Regions from separate parts of the Mus musculus genome. Here region 1 is linked to region 2. The links are chromatin contacts, called in public Micro-C maps. All regions are on one chromosome and are shown on one strand. The core of a region is the stretch at or near the end of the contact, and the rest is flanking DNA. Distances in the headings are between cores, read along the strand shown.

Region 1 (6,392 bases), core at 2,866-5,365, 130 kb after region 2:
GTTAGTTCCCCCTCAGCCCCTCCCTCTTCCCCTCACTGTATGCTTAAAAACCTGGCATTTCAGCCTAATAAACTGAGACCTTGATAGGACCCCCTTCTTGGTCTCCACTTCTCCTTTCCCTCCCTCCCATTTTCTCCCAGGTTTGCAGTCCTCCTCGCACCCACGAATAACTGAGTCCTGCTGGATGGGACAGCCATGTTTTTCCTTTCCTGTTTATGTCTTTTTTTTTTTTTTTTTTTCATTTAAGGAGGAAAAAGGAATTGCTTATCCTTTCTTGTAAAATTGCTGGAAAGACAGAGAAGGAGGAAGTGTTGGTTCTAGGCTGAACTCTCAAGGCCTCCATAGTCTAAAAGGCCACTTAGTCTAAAGAACTAATAAAATGCATAAGACATATTATGCATTTATTTAGTAGTAAAATATTATAGAAACAGTGCTGTAATCTCAAGAAAATGACCACACAATCCAGAGTATAGTTGGCAAACCAAGAAGTTTTCCTTGTACAGAATGCAGGCAAGGAATACCTCCCCTGGGGGAAGGGGGCCCTAACTCAGAGGAGTACTGTGTCTGGTCACTCTGTGAATTCATAGTTCAGCTGTCATTTTTTTAATATATATTTTTATTAGGTATTTTCCTCAATTACATTTCCAATGCTATCCCAAAAGTTCCCCATACCCTCCCCCCCACTCCCCTACCCACCCACTCCCACTTTTTGGCCCTGGCGTTCCCCTGTACTAGGGCATATAAAGTTTGCAAGTCCAATGGGCCTCTCTTTCCAGTGATGGCCGACTAGGCCATCTTTTGATACATACGCAGCTAGAGTCAAGAGCTTCAGGGTACAGGTTAGTTCATAATGTTGTTCCACCTATAGGGTTGCAGATCCCTTTAGCTCCTTGGGTACTTTCTCTAGCTCCTCCATTGAGGGCCCTGTGATGCATCCAATAGCTGACTGTGAGCATCCACTTCTGTGTTTGCTAGGCCCTGGCATAGTCTCACAAGAGACAGCTCTATCTGGGTCCTTTCATCAAAATCTTGCTAGTGTATGCAATGGTGTCAGCATTTGGAAGCTGATTATGGGATGGATCCCCGGATATGGCAGTCTCTAGATGGTCCATCCTTTCGTCACAGCTCCAAAATTTGTCTCTGTAACTCCTTCCATGGGTGTTTTGTTCCCAATTCTAAGAAGGGGCAAAGTGTCCACACTTTGGTCTTCGTTCTTCTTGAGTTTCATGCGTTTAGCAAATTGTATCTTATATCTTGGGTATCCTAAGTTTCTGGGCTAATATCCACTTATCAGTGAGTACATATTGTGTGAGTTCCTTTGTGATTGGGTTACCTCACTCAGGATGATGCCCTCCAGGTCCATCCATTTGCCTAGGAATTTCATAAATTCATTCTTTTTAATAGCTGAGTAATACTCCATTGTGTAAATGTACCACATTTTTTGTATCCATTCCTCTGTTGAGGGGCATCTGGGTTCTTTCCAGCTTCTGGCTATTATAAATAAGGCTGCTATGAACATAGTGGAGCATGTGTCCTTCTTACCGGTTGGGACATCTTCTGGATATATGCCCAGGAGAGGTATTGCAGGATCCTCCGGTAGTACTATGTCCAATTTTCTGAGGAACCGCCAGACTGATTTCCAGAGTGGTTGTACAAGCTAGCAATCCAATCAGCTCTCATTTTTATGTGATTGCTTAACTTAAAGCAACACTGCTGATAAGCAAGGCTTATCAAAAACATCAGAAAGCTTGTACTGGAGAGATGGCTCAGCAGTTATGAGCACTGGCTGCTGCTTTTCAGAGGTCAGTTCCCAGCAACCACAAGGTGGCTCACAACCATCTATGTGAGGAATAAAATAAAGAGGGCTGGAGAGATGACTCAGCAGTTAAGATCACTGACTTCTCTTTCAGAGGTCCTGAGTTCAAGTCCCAGAAACCACATGGTGGCTCACAACCATCTGTAATGGGATCTGATGCCCCTCTTCTGGTGTGTCTGAAGACAGAGACAGGGTACCCACATATATTAAGTAAATAAATAAACAAGCAAATAAATAATAAATAAATAAATCTTTTTTTAAAAAATAAAAAATAAACAAACAAATAAAAAGAAAAAGATTCTAGCTTAAAAAACAAAACAAACAAACCCAAAACCTTCAGAAAGCAGGAGCAACCTTGAGCATAGGTGCAGCCTTTGGCACAGAAGCAACGTTGAGATTGAAGCAACATTTCAATCTTAGAAACACACACACACACATTCACACACACTGATTAAATGTTTAAAAATTTTAAGGCAAAGAAGATTGTTCTGTACATGAATTATACAATCTGAATAATTCCTGTGAAAAGAGCTCAATTGTATATAGGTAGTTCACTACTATAACTTTTTTTTTTTGTATAGAATAGTTTGTTCATGGCATGGGGAGGGGAGTTGAAAGCGTTGTAGAGACAGAGAAAGGCAGAGAAAGTAGAGTAGAGGCTGGCCATGAGCACATGGAGGGAGGGGGGAAGAGAAGGGGAAGGGACAAGAGAACAGAGGAGGAGCTAGAAGGCAAAGGAGCTACTATATACTTTTAAAATATGTTACAATGTACTACAATCTGCTCACCCTTCTCCTGGGAGACTTTGCTGCCATTTCCAGCTTCTAACTTTTTTTGAATTAAACTTCAGTGAACATTCCTGTAGCTATTTTTGTATAAACAGAAGTTTCATCAATCTAAACAAATGTCTCCATTATAATTATTGCATTCTATGGTCATTGCTCATACAGTTTTAGTGTTAAAAAAAAAAAAGAGTCTGGAGAGATGGTTCAGCAGTTAAAAATGCATAATACTTTTGGGGAGGACCTGAGTTTAGTTCCCAGTATTCACATTAGGCTGCTCACAGCTGCTTTTAACTCCAGCTCCAAGGACTCTGATACCCTCTTCTGGATTCCATGGGTACCTGCACTCACACATACACACACACATGCATGTATACACACATATACATACAAGAAAAAAATAATTAATAAAAAACTTTTAAAACAACTAAATAAAACTCATTAAACTATTTTCTAGAGTGGCTGTACTATTTTACACTCCTGAACAGCAAGGCTGTGTGGTTGGGGTGTAGTCCAGTTGGTTGAAGACTTGCCTGGCATGCAGGAGATGCTGGGTTCCACCCACCACATTGTATAACTTGTAGTGACACATGCTACAATCCCAGAACCTGTGAGCTGGAGGTAGAATTCCAGATAAGATGTTCAGGGTCATATCCAAATACATAGCAATTTCAAGACAGCAATTTTTGAGATACTATCTCAAAAATACAATGCATACATACATACATACATACATACATACATACATACATACATATGTACATACATACCAAAGACTTTCAAAATAAAAGTAACCTGAAAATAAGTCTAACTCCTGTTGAAAATTAAATGTTTTGTTAAAATTAATGTGCTTAAGATTAAAAGCTCCAGAATGTTGAAATCTGCTGAGGTGTAATAACCTATAAGCTCCACTTGGGGGCAGTTAACCTGGTCACTACCTGAAGCTTGAGCGAGTCACAAATACTTTGAAACAGTCATTGTCTCAAGCAGGCTTTGATAAGCTGGTAAAACTGAGGTGAGACCAGCAGGCTATCTCCCTATCTTAATTTGAGATTCTTTTTTATTTTTAAAGTAATCAATATTTTTCACACTGAAACAGTGCTGTTGACTCTTCTTATTTTAAACCCTAAATTCTTTTCAACGATCCAATGAAAATCAGTATTAAAGCGGCTAGAGCAATTTGTTGCTCTTACAGGGGAGCAGGTACCACCAACACAGTGCACACAGAGACTCGCAGGCAAGACATCCATACACACAGAATAAAAATAAATCTTTCCTAAGGGACTGGGTGGCTGTGGGCGACAAGTGGTGTCCCACGGTTGGCCCACCACAGGGCTAGGGCTCAGGGTCCTCAGCACCGCAGATGCTGCTGCTGGATGCCTCGGAAGAGCTGAGAACGAAGTGAGGCCCGTGAGCCGATTCTAGCCCAGGACTGAAGGGAAAGGGCAGAAGGAGAGCTCCGCCTGGTTCTCTCGGGGAGAAGTGTCCTGTGCTTGGTTCGACAGCAGCTTGCTTGATGGAGATTGGCTGAGAATGCAGAGAGGCTTCCGGCTCCATTGTTCCCCACAGTGGGTCTCGATGAGTAGAGGAAGTCCACAGTTTTAAGGCGTCTATTGGCATGCCGGAGAGTTGTGTTGAGTGAAACCTCACCCCACTTTCTCAGGGCAGGCCTAAGATTAAATACCTTTTGCAGGGAGGAGTGTCTGGGAAGGAAAGCTTAATTGGCTAAGCCCTTCAGGCCTTTAGGTATCTCACTACAGTGGAGATCTGTCTTGAGGCTACATGACCTGTGGTCATGTCCTCTACCTGTGGAGGGGCTGGGGCATTGCCCTACTTGACTTATGGAGAGCTGAGGCCTTGTGTCAGGAGCCTGGTGTCTAGGAGTGTGCAGGCAAACACTTTCCATCCCTTGCAGTTATCTGCTGAGTCTCCAGGGTTTAAACCTAGCTTGACCAGAAAACAGGCTGCCTTTCACAGTCCCACAGGTGGCAGTGACACACACCTTTGATTCCAGCACTTGGGAGGCAAAGGGAGGTGGATGTCTTGAGTTCAAGGCCAGCTTGGTCTACAGAGTAAGTTCCAGCATTCAGGTCTACATAGAGAAACCTTGTTTGGAAAAACAAAACAAGAACAACAAAAAAGAAATCAGTATTGGGCAGTGGCTCACACCTTTAATCCCAGCACTCCAGAAGCAGGGGCTGGTGGATGCCTGTGAGTTCCAGGATGGCCTAGTCTACATAGTAAATTTCAGGGCAGCCAGGGCTGTGTAGAGGACTCTGTCTCAAAAAAGAAAGAAAGAGAGAGAGAGAGAGAGAGAGAGAGAGAGAGAGAGAGAGAGAGAGAGAGAGAGGGAGAGGGAGAGGGAGAGGGAGAGGGAGGAAGGGAGAGAGAGAGAGAGAGAGGAGAAAATAACAATAATAGTAATAAAAAGAGCCTTATGTTAAGGGGGTCACTGCAGTGTTGTACAGGGAAGCAAACTGCAGGAAGAGATAGAAAAACTCAGATTTGGTTTTCAATTTTCAAGATTTTCTTCAACCTGGATAAGACTTCAGGAAGTCTAATAACAGGTGGTTTGTTCCCAATGTATTTCAGCTCGGTGTAATTTGAAGAAAGAAAGAAAGAAAGAAAGAAAGAAAGAAAGAAAGAAAGAAAGAAAGAAAGAAAGAAAGAAAGAAAGAAAGAAAGAAAGAAAGACTGTCCTGGTACAATATAATCCCTGGTGCACAGAGAAGTGTAATTACATTAAAACTCAGTTCAAGGTAGTGTCATTTCTTCAAAGAAAATGGTTTCTAGACCTATGCTCCTGTGGGCCCGAGAGTCTGGCCGGGTCATATGTAACATAGAGGTCATTTAGGCTATTAGCCACCTCTAGTTCTGGTTGTAGGAACATAATATGGTCTAGCCCAACAGATAATGCAGATCACCAATCATTTCCAATTCTTAGCTTTCTGGATGGAAGACCAGGTTTTTCATCTTTCCCATTGGAAAGACAATCCTGTGTGCATACATGCATTCATATATGTATATACACATGGCGCGCGCGCGTGTGTGTGTGTGTGTGTGTGTGTGTGTGTGTGTGTGTGTGTGTGTGTGTGAGAGAGAGAGAGAGAGAGAGAGAGAGAGAGAGAGAGAGAGAGGGTGGGGTGGGGGAGACAGACAGACGGGCAGGCAGAAAAAGGTGAAAACAGAAGGGAAGACAGAAATTACCAGAAGGGGCAGGAGAGGACTGTTTGAAGTCAAAAATTGTTGCAGTTCAGAAGTTGCCCCCACAAACCACATGAACAGCAATCTCAGTCAAACAAGGATAGTTTATTGAACACACACCTAAAGACTTACCAATCAGGGCAACCGCTTCAGAATCGAGATGAAAGCTTCTCGCCTGTACATTATTCAGGGTCAGTCTATATAGGAGAAAAAAAACCATGCTAGGCTAATGAGAAGGTGAGACGGGATGGGCTGCAGGGGGCTTGTTCTTTTTTCCAAATTTCGTTAGTAAATTAGACATAACAGTTCAAGCTGACCCCTATCCTGCTTGGTCCTGAGTGAAGGCTGCAGCTGGGGAATTTTCCAAGGAGAGCAGTTCTCAGAATGTGACAACAAATATCTGAGCACAGTGTATATATGGTCAATTTAAACTTGCTTTGAGCCAAATTATTTCTCTGTGTCTTATAGTCAGGCTGCCTTTTTCTTTCTTAGCATTATCAATATGGAATGGCTGGCAGGCGTGAGGCAAAATGGCTATAGTTATTTCTAAGAAGTAAGGCCAGGGAACTAGGTTAGAGAAAGACTTCAAC
Region 2 (6,143 bases), core at 486-2,985:
CTGAAGTCTGTCAACTGAAATGAAAGCAGGAACAGAAGGGAGATAGAAGATGAAAACCTGCAGCCTTTCCTTCTTCAATGGAGTTTCTAAGAGAACAAACATTAGAGGAAACCTTCTAAACAGAATAAACAGGAAGCTTAGAGGAAACCTTCCTGGCTACAAACTCACCTTGGTATCTTGGCTGGCTTTGTGAAATTATCACTTTGAAAGAAGGCAGGGCCGGGCGTAGTGGTGCATGCCTTTAATCCCAGCACTCAGGAGGCAGAGGCAGGCGGATTTCTGAGTTCGAGGCCAGCCTGGTCTACAAAGTGAGTTCCAGGACAGCCAGGGCTATACAGAGAAACCCTGTCTTGAAAAAAAAGAAAGAAAGAAAGAAAGAAAGAAAGAAAGAAAGAAAGAAAGAAAGAAAGAAAGAAGGAAGGAAGGAAGGAAGGAAGGAAGGAAGGAAGGAAGAAAGAAAGAAAGAAAGAAAGAAAGAAAGAAAGAAAGAAAGAAAGAAAGAAAGCAAGCAAGCAAGCAGGCAGGGAATGTTCTCGAATGGACATTTGCACAAAAATTCCACTAACACATATACATTATCTGCCATCTTAGAGCATCCCTCAAAAGGTTTTGTCCTAGAATTAGGGAGGGGATGAATTCAGTGTTCACACAGATTCCTTCCTTTTCTAGAAAGGTGGGTAGCAGAGTTCACTAGCAGTAAGAGACTTTTAGAACTATTCTCTGTACTTCAATGAAATCTCATTTAATCCTGTAGGCATTATAATCCCCTCTAGATGCATGAGAAAATTGAGGCATTGTGTTGCTGGTTGTCTCCAAGTACTCCAGCCTGTAAACTTGGCAGCTGGGGTTTGAACGAGGCCTGCTGATTCCCAAACCTCTGTCCTTTACCCTTACAGCTTCGTTGTCCATTCCTCAAAGGCTAATGGGAATTGCATCCTGTAGATGCACTGTGGGAGCGCCACAGTGATTACTGTACAGTATCTCCAGAACACCAACTCCGGGAGACCTTACAAGGGTTTGTCCCCATATTTTTCTGTCCTCTCCCCAAACTGTCGTCCAGTTTTCCAGCAACACAAAATGCCCTCTTCTTATCCCTCTTCCGAAATACAAGGAAGCCAGAGCTGGACACAGAAAGCAAAGGAAATCTAGATGACACTGGTCTTGAGGTACCAGCCTACAGGAGGAACCAAGTTATTTTCTACCTGGTAGATAGGATTGTCACTGCAAACCCACTCAACAAGTCCCTATTCCCTGGTCAGTGTGGAGGGGTTCTGAGTGTCCCTGCAGCGAAGCACAGCGCCCCCGCGGGGCCCTCGGGTACTACTGCCGCCCCATGTGTCCCGCGCCTGGCCCGGCGTGGCGGGACTTCTCCCGGCCGAGGGGACCTGCAGCGCCGCCTTTCTCTCCCACTCTCCACAGGGAGACAGCGGGTCCCCCAGGAGAGGGACAGATTTTGCGTCTGTCGGTCAGTGGGTCATCTGCTCCCGGGTCAGCGCGCCGCGCTCACCTGCAGCCACCGCCGCCGACACCCGGGAAGAGAGACAGGGGAGCAGCTGTGAGTGTCAGTCTCCGTGGTCCGCCGCCTCGCCCCGCAGAGGACCGCAGAGCTCCTTGGGCACCGATCCCCGGACGCGAACAAGAATCCCGCGCCAGCGCCGTGTCCTGAGAAGCCGCCTTCAAGTCCCATCCCAGTGCGCTCTCCGCGCTTGCTGGCTGCCTGGGAGGCTCCCTGAAAGGGCGGCGCGAGGAGGCGGTGCCGTACAAGGGTTGGAAGCGGGCGGGCGGAAGGAGGGGTGTCCTCTTTGGGGACGGGGAAGGCGGGGAGAGGCAGCAGTCAGAGCTGCCCCACGCTACAGGCAGCCCCCAGCTCGGGGCCAAAGACGCTCTCCTTGCCTGCTGCCACCCTCAGACTCCTGGTGCATCCCTAGTCCCTGTGGAATGAATGGATCTCCAGAGGTTGGAGTAACTGGAGACTTTAGGGAGCGTGTGGGTCTGGGGCGGGAGTGAAGTGGGGTGAGGGTTTCCTGGTAACAGGAGACACAGCTGGAGTCATATAACATGAATTGAGAATCATTTTCTTCGGGAGGCATCCATGGAGCACGATGATGAAGAAAGAAGTGGTGAGACTTAAGATGACTGATGACACAGCCAGAAGTTGTCTTGGCAGTCTAGGACAGCCCCACCAGCGCCAATTCATATTACTAGTATCCACTGGCCCTGGACCAGCCACTGGGATGGGAAAGGCCATTAAGATGCTAGTTCAGATCAGACTCAAAAACTTAAATCTTTCCATGGGTACTTTGTTCCCCATTCTATGAAGGAACAAAGTATCCACACTTTGGTCTTCCTTCTTGAGTTTCATGTGTTTTGCAAATTGTATCTTGTATATTCTAAGTTTTGGGGCTAATATCCGCTTATCAGTGAGTGCATACCATGTGTGTTCTTTTGTGATTGGGTTACCTCACTCAGGATGACACCCTCCAGATGCGTCCATTTGCCTAAGAATTTCATGAATTCATTGTTTTTAATTGCTGAGTAGTACTCCATTGTGTTACAGAGACAGGAGTTACAGAGACAAAGTTCGGAGCTAAGACAGAAGGAAAGACCATCCAGAAACTGACCCACCCGGGGATCCATCCTATATACAACCACCAAACCCAGACACTATTGCATATGCCAGACAGATTTTGCTGACAGGACCCTGACATAGCTCTCTTGTGTGAGTCTATGCCAATGCCTGGCACATACAGAAGTGGATGCCCACCGTCATCTATTGGATAGATCACAGGGCTCCTAATGAAGGAGCTAGAGAAAGTACCCAAGGAGCTAAAGGGGTCTATAATCCTATAGGAGGAACAACAATATGAACTAACCAGTACTCCCCAGAGCTGTGTCTCTAGTTGCATATGTAGCAGAGGATGGCCTAGTCGGCCATCAATGGGAGGAGAGGCCCTTAGTATTGCGAAGATCATATGCCCCAGTACAGGGGAATGCCAGGACCAGGAAGCAGGAGTGGGTGGGTTGGGGAGCAGGGCAGGAGGAGGGTATAGGGGGCTTTGGGGATAGCATTTGAAATGTAAATGAAGAAAATATCTAATAAAAAATTATAGAAGGCAAGATTTCTTTTTTTAAGCATTTATTTATTACTATATATAAGTACACTGTAGCTGTCTTCAGACACAGCAGAGGAGCGTCAGATGTCATTACGGATGGTTGTGAACCACCATGTGGGTGCTGGGATTTGAACCCAGGATCTCCAGAAGAGCAGTCGGTGCTCTTAACTGCTGAGTCATCTTTCCAGCCCAGAAGGGAGGATTTCTATAACTTCCTTAAGAGAGGAAACATTACCTGAGATAGTGGCCATCCTAGGAGAGACAGAGAGAAAACAGGACTGATCAGTAGCAGGGAACCGAGCTAACTCCCAGACTCTGGGATTACCAATCTGGGATGGCAGGATGCTACAGCAGACCAGACATCTATCTCCTAATAAAAACCCTAATTCTGGGGCTGGAGAGATAGCTCAGGGCTTAAGAGCACTGGCTGCTCTTCAGAGGTCCTGATTTCAGTCCCCACCAACCACTTGGTAGCTCACAACCATTTACAATAGGATCTGATGCTCTCTTCTGGCATGCATATGTACATGCAGATAGAGCGCTCATAAATAAAATAAATCTTTTAAATAAAAAAACAACAAGCCGGGCAGTGGTGACGCACCCCTTTAATCCCAGCACTTGGGAGGCAGAGGCAGGCAAATTTCTTGAGTTTGAGGCCAGCCTGGTCTACAGAGTGAGTTCCAGGACAGCCAGGGCTATACAGAAAAACCCTGTCTCGAAACAAAACAAAACAAAACAAAACAAAACAAAACAAAACAAAACAAAGCAGCAACAACCCTAATTCTATCACCCAATTGCTAAGCCAATACACCCCCATCCAGATTTTAACAAACCATCAGAGAAAATCAGAACTAACTAGTTTCAAATCTTAGAATACAAACAAATGTCATCTACAAGACCTATTCTGCAAGACCTATTTCTATAAAGAGCTCCAGGTCTCAGCCATGGGGCTGGAGAGATTGCTCAGCAGTTAAAATCATTAACTGTTCTTTCTGAGTTCAATTCCCAGCACCCACATGGTGGTTCACAACTACCTGTAATGGAATCTGATGTCCTCTTTTGGTGTGTCTGAAGACAGCTACAGTGTATATACATAAAATAAATGAATAAATAAAATCTCAGTCAAGGCCACTGTGATGGTGCACACCTTTAGTCTCAGCACTCAGGAATAAAGATGGGTCTCTGAGTTTGAGGGCAGTCTGGCCTACATGGTGAGTTCTGAGCCAGCTAGGGTGACATAGAGAGGCAGTCAAAAACAACAAACAAACCAACAACACAATAAAACCCCATAAAACAAAGGGTTAACACATTCTGGCCTTACTGCCCAGAAATAACCAGGGCCTCATGGCCCTGTGTTCCTTACCTGAACCTTGGGCCACAGGCTGCTGCTGACAGCCTGCACTGGTCAGAAATTTCTTCTTCAGTCTTTAGAAGAAAGAAGATGAAGGTCAGAAAACAGAACAAAGTCTCCAGGAAATGTTTGGTCTTGGATCCCACAGCAGAAAATTCTTCCTTACAGACAGTGAAAACACCCAAGAAGTTGGAAAAGCTAAGTTATAAATTATGGAAACATATTTCAAATGTGTGTCTATCCCAAGATACCCATAGGATCCAATAATTTACCAGGGAAACAAATAGCTATTTGGAAATCCTTCCAATTTTAAGAAGACTCTGACTTACTAATGATCCCATTATTTGGTCTGTGCCAGCTAAAGTGGGTGTTTCCCCCCAGGGAGTTCTATGGGGATTCTTCAGAATAGGAAGTCTGTGGGTGGAGCAAGGCTGGGGGCCAGGCAAATGGGTTAAATGAGTTGCTCTACTTTATGGGATATTCTTCAGGTGTGCAAAACAACAACAGCAACAACCAAACCAAACCAGACAAACAAACACCTCAGCAAATCAAACAAAGCTCGGTGTCCTGATATGCACAGTTGGAACAATGATTTACCTCGCTGGTACCTTGTGTGTAGGGCAAGGGGATAAATGCAAGTTACTGAGAAGGGCTGTCGGAGGGAAGGGCCAACCAACTCTGCCTTCTGTGTTTGAGGCTCTACTATGGACTCAAGGAAACCTTATTCAGAAGGAACACTGTGCTAAGGTGTCTAGTTCATATGGGGACCCACATATGCACACAAGAATGAAGGCAACAGTATGCTAGACCTCATGAGATAACTGATCACACATTTGTACCTATGCTGCATATCATCTGTCCATTCCATCTCTGCTGAGGGTCTGTGCTGGGGTCCATCTTACCTACTTGATACAGGTAGTCCTGAGCTGTATTTAAAAAGCAAGCTGAGCCGGGTGGTAGTGGCGCATGCCTTTAATCCCAGTACTTGGGAGGCAGAGACCGGTAGATTTCTGGGTTTGAGGTCACCTGGTCTACAAAGTGAGTTCCAGGACAGCCAGGGCTATACAGAGAAACACTGTCTCGAAAAAAAAAAAAAAGCAAGCTGGACTGGCATAGCAACATACACCTTTTAGTCCCAGCACTTGGAAGGCACAGACAGGTGGATGTCTAAAGTTGACGTCAGCCTGGTCTATGGAGCGAGATCCAGGACAGCCAAAGATACACAGAGAAACCCTATCTTGAAAAAACAAACAAACAAACAAACAAACAAAAGCAAGCCCTGGAGAGATGTAGTGACCAGGGTTTCTGCTTCAGTTCTTGCCTCCCAGTGCCTGTCTTGGCTTCCCTCAGTGGACTGAGACCCCAGTTATCTAGGCCAAATAAACCCTTTCCTCCTGAAGTTGCTTTTGATTGTTTATCGCAGCAATAGAAAGCAAGCTAACAAAAGGTTTATTTGGGACTGGGGGTGGGGGTGGGGGCAGTAATTTCACATAGGCCTTAAACTTATTAAGGACTCAATATGGATGTTTTTCAAGATTTATTTTTTAATGTGTGTGTTTTGTTTTGTCTGCATGCCTGTCTGTGCACTGCATGCATGCCTAGTGCCCTTGGAAGTCAGAAGAGGAATCATCAGATCCCCTGAAGACTGGAGTTATGGATAGTTTTAGGACACCATGTGG

The links. A called contact is a pair of places that touch in the nucleus more often than the background predicts.
Region 1: a Micro-C map of embryonic stem cells shows a contact between it and region 2, with 2.8 times the contacts expected there. The contact joins the enhancer-like site here to the promoter of Matn2 in region 2. A contact is called at or near these places in 6 of 39 promoter capture datasets (the 3T3-L1 cell line, embryonic stem cells, hippocampal neurons and 1 more), 3 of 484 Hi-C or Micro-C datasets (embryonic stem cells and myocytes), 2 of 115 datasets of contacts at active chromatin or transcription factors (both in embryonic stem cells) and 1 of 9 other capture datasets (adipose tissue).

Annotation. Positions count from the first base shown.
Region 1 is chr15:34,174,779-34,181,170 of GRCm38.p6, reverse strand. No RefSeq gene overlaps it. Among named protein-coding and RNA genes, the nearest start is that of Gm38594, 12 kb to the right of the region's middle. Within about 2 kb of position 4,115, at least 16 of the 459 cell types and tissues checked have an H3K27ac peak or open chromatin away from gene starts, as enhancers often do. A contact at or near this core is called in embryonic stem cells, where this site is marked.
Region 2 is chr15:34,302,273-34,308,415 of GRCm38.p6, reverse strand. Matn2 (matrilin 2) reads right to left here and starts at 1,735. Exons shown (of 19, transcript NM_001358780.1): 1 at 1,508-1,735.